Regions from separate parts of the Danio rerio genome. Here region 2 is linked to region 1. The links are chromatin contacts, called in public HiChIP or PLAC-seq maps. All regions are on one chromosome and are shown on one strand. Each heading gives the region's core, a stretch centred on a gene start, on an enhancer-like site or on the middle of the called end of the contact. The rest is flanking DNA. Distances are from core to core; before and after follow the strand shown.

The links. HiChIP or PLAC-seq counts read pairs in DNA pulled down with a chosen protein or histone mark.
Region 2: an H3K4me3 HiChIP or PLAC-seq map of embryo shows a contact between it and region 1, with 4 times the contacts expected there. The contact joins the promoter of ddx49 here to the promoter of vmac in region 1. A contact is called at or near these places in 2 of 18 Hi-C or Micro-C datasets (caudal fin and hematopoietic stem cells) and 1 of 4 datasets of contacts at active chromatin or transcription factors (embryo).

The regions. Positions count from the first base shown.
Region 1 is chr11:6,540,064-6,544,681 of GRCz12tu, forward strand. It overlaps vmac (vimentin type intermediate filament associated coiled-coil protein), which reads left to right and starts at 2,006. Exons shown (of 2, transcript XM_694468.10): 1 at 2,006-2,504. The coding sequence starts at 2,314. It overlaps ndufa11 (NADH:ubiquinone oxidoreductase subunit A11), which reads right to left and starts at 894. Exons shown (of 4, transcript NM_200525.2): 1 at 787-894; 2 at 83-175. The coding sequence starts at 865. All of the region lies in intron 1 of LOC141376522 (a long non-coding RNA gene), which reads left to right.
Region 2 is chr11:6,979,093-6,984,388 of GRCz12tu, forward strand. It overlaps ddx49 (DEAD (Asp-Glu-Ala-Asp) box polypeptide 49), which reads right to left and starts at 1,776. Exons shown (of 13, transcript NM_198365.1): 1 at 1,539-1,776; 2 at 530-653; 3 at 338-423. The coding sequence starts at 1,653. It overlaps klhl26 (kelch-like family member 26), which reads left to right and starts at 3,239. Exons shown (of 4, transcript NM_001044853.3): 1 at 3,239-3,307; 2 at 3,509-3,628. The coding sequence starts at 3,579.

The DNA of each region.
Region 1 (4,618 bases), core at 756-3,255:
GGTCAAACTTATAAAGATATATTCCAAGCTCAGCATGACAGACAATGAATAGGTTTGCATCGTGTTATTATTTGGATCTTACCCATTGTGCCAGTGAGTGATGCTGCTGAGGTCAAAGCTTGAAGAGGGGGTTCAGGTTTAAATAACACCATACGGTAGGCAGTAGCGACCAGTCCTGCAGACAACAGCAATATATAAATCAGGAAAGAGGTAAAGTTGATTTTATTTTCACACATTCAGACTTTCCTCTTAATAATATAATTTCATGAAAGTATTATTTGCAAACTATAAATAGCGAAATCAGGTTGGCAGCAAATGACTATCAAAGTACAACATTGTTTACAGTCAAATAAACAGTGTTAATGTTGTTTTCAATGCACACATGCATGGAAATTCCGCTTGAATATTTAAAGTAACATGGTAAACAATATAGAGACTTCTAAATAAACGAATGTGCGAATATAAAATCAACTTTACCTCTATTAAATCAGGCAAAATCTAATGACACCTCGAGAACCAGGACACAAACAACCGGTAAATTCATTAGCACAGGGGAATAGCCTGTAACCAATAAACCCGCACGATATAAAAAAACAAACACCTAATATATTTAAATAATGTGGGAAATATATAATTACCACATAACAGTACAGTAACATTACACTGTTATTTACTAAAGGGCTAATGCACATGCTAACAACATAGCATTTATACTGCATAAGCAACGCGCAGGTTCAAAACTAAGCTCAAATGATCCATCACAGTTTAGATATCTTTCAGACTAACCTACAACGGTGGCCACTTTCGTGGTGACCCATGTTTTGGCAACGCAGTCTTTGCCCTCTTCTAGATCCCAGTAGCCCATCTCTGCTAGCGCATCAAGGACACGAATGAGATGTCGCGAGAGTCTCTTCTCGACCTCTTCCTTCTCGCACTTCCTCTTCTTCTTTTGAGATTTGCGGCACACTAGACAGCTACATGTGTGATGTTGCCCTCCTCAGTTCATTTGAGGATTTACACATAATCATATTTAGCATTCCTTTAAAATGTAATACTTAGATAACATTAGGGAATCTTGTAGAAGCTCAGTGAACACGGGTGTCCACACTCCACACAACACATCAGTGTGTTTAATTTAAAGCTGAAGCTGTGTGAAATAGTGATGATATCTGTTTTTACTGAACAACACCTTTGAGTTAACAAATTCAAAAGTCCTTAATATTTATACAACAAAACAAATATACTTAAATATGCAGACAAAATCTTATATATAGGCCTATAAGAGCATGTGAATAAAATAAAAAACAAGTTTATATAATAAAACATATTCTTGGCGAAGCAGTGGCGCGGTAGGTAGTGCTGTCGCCTCACAGCAGGAAGGTCGCTGGTTCGAGCCTCGGCTCAGTCAGCGTTTCTGTGTGGAGTTTGCATGTTCTCCCTGCGTTCGCGTGGGTTTCCTCCGGGTGCTCCGGTTTCCCCCACAGTCCAAAGACATGCGGTACAGGTGAATTGGGTAGGTTAAATTGTCCGTAGTGTATGAGTGTGTGTGTGAATGTGTGTGTGGATGTTTCCCAGAGATGGGTTGCGGCTGGAAGGGCATCCGCTGCATAAAAACTTTTGGATGGCCACAGTCCTCCACTGTACCTTGCTCCCGCATTCATTTCAAAGGAGCGCTACCCTGTACCAAGATGGCGGCGCTATTGACGCATTCCGTCCAATAGACAACAATAGGCCAGGCGACATCTAATGTATATATCTATGAGCAAGAGAAACAGAGTTGAGACAATGTTGAGATTTTTTACAGTCATTGGTTGAGACATGATAGAAATTAGCAATCAAGAAACAAACAAATGAAATAAACAAAACAAAAATTTGTTTACTGTCTTAAATGGTATATTAACTACACAGTCAAATGAAGCTCATTTATTTTGGTACCTAAAGTGCAGTTTGATCAATGCTGTCTATCGTCTACTCTGATTGGTCAGTTGCTGTAAATATCATTTCCGGGTCAGCAGCTACAGGTTGCTATGAAGTTGGTGCAAATGACACGTCAGCTGGACGGAAAAACATACACAAACTGCATAACCCACGTTTATACGACACAATCATAAATGTACGAGCTGCGCCAAGCCCGCGTTGTCGACTGTCACTGTGTTGCAGACAGAGAATTACCGAAGACTACATCCATCCACGCATGCTGTAGCATAACGCATGCTGAGACTGAGGGAGAGTTCAGCCTCCGAGACGACCCGCAGAAGATGATCAGCCCGTACCGTGGATGAGAGTGTTTTTATCTTCCGCATCCCGGACATCATGTCGTCCCCGTCTCCGGTGCAGATCCGAGAGGCGAACGCGCATCTGGCCGCGCTGCACCGCCGGGTGTCGGAGCTGGAGCAGCGGCTGCGAGAGGCGGAGAGGACCGTGCGGGAGCAGGCGGAGAGTCTCATCCGCAAAGACGAGCAGCTCAGAGCCGCCACGCAGGAGATCACGGAGGCCAAGGACAAGTGAGGGAAAGAGGGTGTTACTTGCTCGTACTCAGCTGCGTCCTTCTGTAGATGCTCTATAGATTTGTTTGTTGACATTTGTGCTAAATCGAAAAGCTCCGGGCTGTAATAGACTCTTAAAAATAAGTAAAATGGGTTACGATTTGGTGGTTTACGAAGTCATTGTTTTTTTTATATATCTTTTGATGGTTTAAAGAGAAACGGTGACCACACTGCCAAGGAAAATATATATGAAGAGTTTAGATGCAAAACCCTCTAAATCCATCAGACCTCTTTTCTTGTAAATGACCATTTTCTAACAGGCTCATATAATTAGGTTTAGTAGTGTCATATTATATGTAATGAAAATGTTATTAGCTAGTAAATAAAATATTTTTTCCCAAAAATGTCACTTTAGACAATTCTTTGTTTTTTAACGAGGTAAATTTTGCGTCAAAATTCATCAGTGCTTTTATGCAAAGCCCTCTAAATCCACCTATTGGGACAAGTCAGTGTAATTAGTTGAAAATCACTAAAGATGTAATTAGAAATTATTTTAACAAACATAAAACACATATTACACAAACCACCAAAAATTATTACATAAATCTGTCAAGTAAGTGGCGGTTCATTCCACTGGGATAAACCAGGAAAAAAGCTGAAGGAAAATGAATGAATGAAATCTGTCAAATAAGTGCATTAATCAAGAACATTAAAACCTAACAATCTGTTGTCATTTCTGATATTTGGGATTTAGATTTATTGTAAGTAGAGCAATGTAAACATTGTAAACGAAGCTTGGTGAATTCAAATAATGTAGTGTAAAAACTGAAACGACAATATCTGTGCATTGTCCATGAATATAAAAAGCTTAGCAGACGTATAGGTATTATGAAGTAATATAATAATGTATAATTTTATACATTATATTTATCTTTTAAAAATAGCTTACATTAGCAAATAAAACACAAGGTAAGCCTACTGGGCAAAAGGGATGTCTCTCAGACAATTTTTGAAGCTGTCATTCATTCATTCATTCATTCATTCATTCAATCATTCATTCATTCATTCATTCAATCATTCATTCATTCATTCATTCATTCATTCATTCTCAACATACTTAAGGTCTTGGTCTCCTGTTTATCCTCATAGCATTCATGTGGGATAAAAGAACGGCATCTTAACTCGGTCTTTCGTGAAATGGAGTTGCTGTTCAATGTATGGTAAATCGGACTCATTCAAAGTAGCGCCGCTGCACAAAAAATTATTGTGAATGCATGCTACACTTCCGACTGTACATTGTTTTCTTTTTCTTATAATGCACAGAGTTTTGACTCCATCTTTTAAAATCGAAATCGCCTTCTGATTGGTTTTCAAGATATAGAGGCTTTTGCTGTCAAAGGCAGGTGGCATTTAGCAGCTTTTGCCAACAAACTGTTATTTCTGAAAGCATTCACTTAATGTCATTATTTCATTTTTGGCGGAAGTGGCATTTAGCAGCTTTTGCGTCTGAACTCAATATAACTATATATATATATATATATATATATATATATATATATATATATATATATATATATATATATATATATATATAACTATATATATATATATATATATATATATATATATATATATATATATATATATATATATATATAATAAAGAGTTCAGACGCAAAAGCTGCTAAACACCACTTCCGCCAAAAATAAAATAATGACATTAAGTGAATGCTTTCAGAAATAACAGTTTGTTATTTAAAATTTTATATATATATATATATATATATATATATATATATATATATATATATATATATATATATATATATATATATAATAGAGTTCAGACGCAAAAGCTGCTAAACACCACTTCCGCCAAAAATGAAATAATGACATTAAGTGAATGCTTTCAGAAATAACAGTTTGTTATTTAAAATTTTATATATATATATATATATATATATATATATATATATATATATATATATATATATATATATATATATATATATATATAATTTTATATATATATATATTTATTGGTGGGCAGTTATCGCGTTAACGTGCTGCGTTAGAAAATTACGTAGAAATTTACATTAGATGTCACCTACGCTGTTGTTTTCTATTGGAAGA
Region 2 (5,296 bases), core at 526-3,025, 440 kb after region 1:
CTTAAGGCCTAGATATACTTTAAACATTTAGATTAAAGGGAAAAAAAGAAAGTCAAAACAAGGCTGAGTGAGAGTACACTGTTTTCGAACGCCGCTGCAGTAGGCAGGGTTGTAAATGTGTCACGCTGCACACAATGACATCACACAAGACAACACAACAATAATGACAGCCCCCCCACCCACCACCCCCCCGAAACCCCAAAATAAATGCTTTGGTGAGCTGTTTTGAATTGCTGAAACAAAAACAAAAAAACTATTTTGTCAAGATTTTGTATGAAATAACGTAATTTTCCGATTTTGCTTGAAGCACTTCGGAGCCTTAAGTAAAAGTTCTTACCCATTCCTCCCACAATGATACAGTCTTTTAAACCAAGTGGCTTCCCTAAAACTCGAAATTGCTCTGCAATTTGGTAAGCAAGCTCTCTAGAAAGAAAACAGACAAAAAAATGTATTATTTAATGACAAAAAATGCATGTAAATAAGGACTTAAATGTTGCAGGCTGTGAGTATTATAAGTAACAAAATAAACCTGGTGGGTGTTAACACTAAGCAGAAAACACCATAAGGGTCCTCGGACAACTTCTGCAGTACCGGAAGAACAAATGCTGCTGTTTTTCCACTTCCAGTTTTTGCACAGCCCATGCAATCCCGACCTATGATTAAGATCACAAAATACACACTCAGTTCGGAATAATTTCTGACGACGAGAAAAAGTGCAAATATTGTTTATTGTGAACACATTTAACATTCATTTTGAGTATGTGTCTAAAAGTGCCCAAAGAGTTACATATTAATAATCCAATAGTGGCTATGGTTATCAACTGTTCTGTTTCAATTTAAATCACATTTTAATACCTAAAAAACAGAAATGTTATGATTATACCACAGCAAAATCCATATTCTTGCAGTATTAAAGTAAATCATATAGACATGTTAAAATTGCATTATACTATAACGCATTATACAATAAATGACAATAGACAAAACAGATTGAAAACTTTAAGCACTGTTATTTTTGCCAATTGAAAATCAGTGCAAAGTTTGTGAAGTTTGTCATTGAACCTGAGAAAACTTTAAAAATAACCATAATGACATAGTCTTCATGCTATAATAATAATAAAAATAATGATAGAACCATTTTTAACCGTGGGGACAAATCTTTATAAGTACAATTTGACTGTATTATTTGTATCCCCTTCAAAAAATTTTCATGAAAAATGTAATATTTATAGTTATATATAATGTTCTACTTTGATAGTCACTAGCTGCTGATGTGATTTCATTATTTACAATTTGCAATAAATTATTTTCTGAAATTATATTATTAAGGATAAAGTCTGAATGTATTAATATAAAACCATCTTTACCTCAAATAAATATGATGCATTTTTTACAGTAAACATCTGAAGCCGTCCTAAAACTATTGAACAACACCTATTCGTGTATCATTTTGAAAGTAAAGCAATTACAACCGAAAAAAAAAACATTTTGATCAACTTCAAATGTTGTCTACTGTGAAGAGAGAAAGAACTGTTTACCGTCTAATATAGCAGGGATACACTTCTCCTGTACAGCGGTCGGTCGGCTGATGCCCATCTGCTTACACTGCTGGATCAGCCACTCAGACAGCCCGAGAGACTCAAACGTGGCCATTCTTACTGGCTTAGTTAAAAACGAAACACCAAAAACATAAACTAGACCGTATATTGTAACTTCGAGAGACGCTAAATTGACAACAATCTTCCTCGTGTGAGCATATGTCAGTCGCGTGAATTAGACGTCACATAATGACGCAACGAACTGAATAAAACACGCCCTTTACGTTTTGTATGATTTTTTTTAAAGTATATTAAATCCTGGGGAAATGAGATACCAGATTTTACGTAAATAAAAAATAACAATCTCATGTTTATGTTAAATAGTTTAATATTATTAGGCAAGTTTCATATACTCAAGTACAAGTGGTCAGAGAGGACGACTAACATCTTCAATTTCAAGACTGATTAAAACACTTATTTTGAAACTCTTAAAGGACTTTTAAGTCGTAAAACGACCAGAACTCCAAAAACTAAACTCCAACCTATTCTCTGTGGTAATTGTTATAAACCTTATTTATTTATTTATTTATTTATTTATTTATTTATTTATTTATTTATTTATTTATTTATTTGTTATTTGAAACAGATTTTATGTTAAAAAGCTATACATTTGATTGGAAATGTTCAGCAAATTTAATAAAAAATAGTTTTATCACGGAAACACAAAGTTATACTGAATAAAAAACTAACTTATTTATTTATTTATTTTAACTATAAAACAAACAAAAAAATTCAGCAGTTGAGATTTCTTAAGAGCTTTAAAAATGGAAAAGACATAGGAATTAGTGGAAAAAAGTTTACATTTTTGGTGCAGTTAGCAAACTATTTGTTTTGTGAATGTGACATTTTCCAAAAAGCATATGAATTTTGTCAATTTCGACAAGTCAAGCATCACAATCCATAGACATTTGTATGAAAAAAGGAACTAACTCACCAGGTTAACATATTTATGTTATCTCATTCAATCATTCATTCATTCATTCATTCATTCATATATCATTCATTTTTTGGCTTAGTCCCTTTAGTCAGGGGGACCACTGCGTAAAACATATGCTGGATAAATTGGCGGTTCATTCCGCTGTGGCGACCCCTGATTAAGGGAGTAAGGTGAAAAGAAAACGAGTGAATGAATGAAATTGGCTAGTGTATGAGTGTAAATGTGTGTAAATGTTTCCCAGTGTTGGGTTGCAGCTGGAAGGGCATACGCTGTGTAAAACATATGCTGGATAAGTTGGCGGTTCATTCCACTGTGGCGACCCCTGATAATTAAAGACATTAAGCCGAAGAAAAATGAACGAATGATAAATTTAGTTTATTCTGGTGAGTCGTGTTACTTGAGATAAATGTAATGCCAAAATCTAAAGCATGTTGCTGTTTATGTGATGAATATGCTTAAAAACTGCTCTTATTTAGAAAACCGATAACTAATCTTTAATGATGGGTTAAACTGTTTCAGTTACCACAGAAATTACACATTTTGCGACAAATAGGACACCGCTTACGGCACTTCGGATTCATTTCCATACTATCCGCAAACAGCAGCTGACTGTCGCACAACTCTGACAGGTGGCCAAAACTGTAATGTGATTGGTTATGAAAGGCACACGTGATGTAAGTATTCCGTTACTCTTCCATCTCCCAAATAAAGACCATCCCAGTGCGCGAAGCAAGCAAGCAGCTCTTGAGAGAGTGTGTGTGTTCGCGCGCAGGTAAGCAGCTGAAGCCTGTCAGCAGCACCTGTACTGTCCTCGAGTACAGTACAAAGTCATTGAGGTAGAAATCATTAGCGGTTACTTCCTCTTCTAGTGTTGTCATTGTCTCGTAGCAACCTATGCGATTGAAACTGACAAAATGATCCAGGTTGTTTGTGTTTCGTCATTGTAATGTGTTGTTTTCCTGATTTTATTAAGACCGAGCATGGTTAGCGGTAATTTGGGCTTCTGCACATGATGACCTTCCTCATCATCATCCTCGCTGAGCATGGCGGAGTCAGATGGTGTGGAGTTCTTTGCGAATCGAGCTCAAAGCAGGTAATTAGGCATGTCATGAAGCGTCAGATGTGGCTTGACATGGGTTTAAGGAGAAGTTGCTCCAATATTCAACATGATAAAGTGCTAATAAATGACACTTTTCATTATTATTATTTTATTGAAGCATATAAAAGACAAGAATACAGGATTAAATGATAACATGTGAAGAGTTCAGATACTAAAACTTCTAAATGCCATGTGAAATTTTCTCCTAAAATGATAATTTTTCTCAACCTCCCATGTTTATGGTTAAGTATTTTACTTTAAAAGCAATGAAAATAACTTATTCATCACTATAAAAGTAAATTTTCTGAGCCTACACACAAGAGTTTGAGATAAATTGTTTTTTAGAAGAAAATATCAAATGGCTTTTAGAGGTTTTTGCATCTAAACTCTTTATATGTAACAGTAATACAAAACTTAGTCAGTGATGCAAAACATATATGAGGGGATTTATCATATTAAAATTATTAGATTGCACAGATTATTATTTTTTTTTCATTATTAGAGATGTTTTCATAGCCGTTTCTTGTAATTGAGGTCAAAGAATCATAAAATAATCTTTTTAATTTTACAGAAAGAATTAAAGAAGGTAGTAATAGACATTACTTTTGCATTGTGTATGTGAAACTTCCCAAGAAAAATGATCATATTCAAAGCCAGTTTTACAATTCAAAAAAAGAATTATGCATTTGTCAAAGTTAATAATTTTGTAAAATGAATCAAAAAACAACCCTGAGACCGGTTTTCAAAAATCATCAGAAAATGTACAAGTACAAAATAGATGTAAAAGACTTTCAGGCTCAGTGTTACAAAAACAACAATGTCTTTTTTAAAATGTATTAATAAATATATTGCAGGGATGGTACCTGTGTAATATTTTAAAATTAATTTTTTTGACCTTATTTAGGAGTAAAAATGTATTAATTGCTGACCAAATATCATCTATAAAAGGTAAAATATAAGACCCTGGAGTTTAACTTTTCACTGTTTTTATTTGCCAAATGTGACAGGATATACAGTTGAAACCAGAAATGTACATACATTATAAAAAAAGCAACATAACCATTTTTTTAAATGTCTGATGGTAAATCATACTGAACATTTACTATTCTAAGTCTTTCTAACAATACGTTGAAGGAATTTTGACTCATTCCTCAATTCAATTCGTGTAACTGAGTCAGATTTGTTGGCTGTTTTGCTCTGCCCACAAATGTTCTATAGGATTGAGATCAGGGCTTTGTGATGACCACTCCAAAACATTCACTCTGTTGTCCTTAAAGCACATTTTAACAAATTTGGCAGTATGCTTGGGGTCATGGTCTGTTTGGAAGACCCATTTGTGGCCAAGTTTTCATTTCCTGGCTGATATCTTGAGATGTTGCTTCAGTATTTCTACATAATGTTCTTTCTTCATGATGCCATCTATGCTGTGAAGTGGACCAGTCCCTTCTGCAGCAAAACATCCCCACAACATGATGCTGCCACCCCCATACTTTACAGTTGTGATGGTGTTCCTAGCTTTCACCATTGTCCTCCAAATGTAACACAGGTCATTATGGCCAAACAGTTCAATCTTCGTTCCATCAGATCAGTACATGTCTCCAAAATTTTTTTTTTTCCAGTGTAATTTAGCAAAGTTTAATCTGGCTTATTTGTTGATTCTGG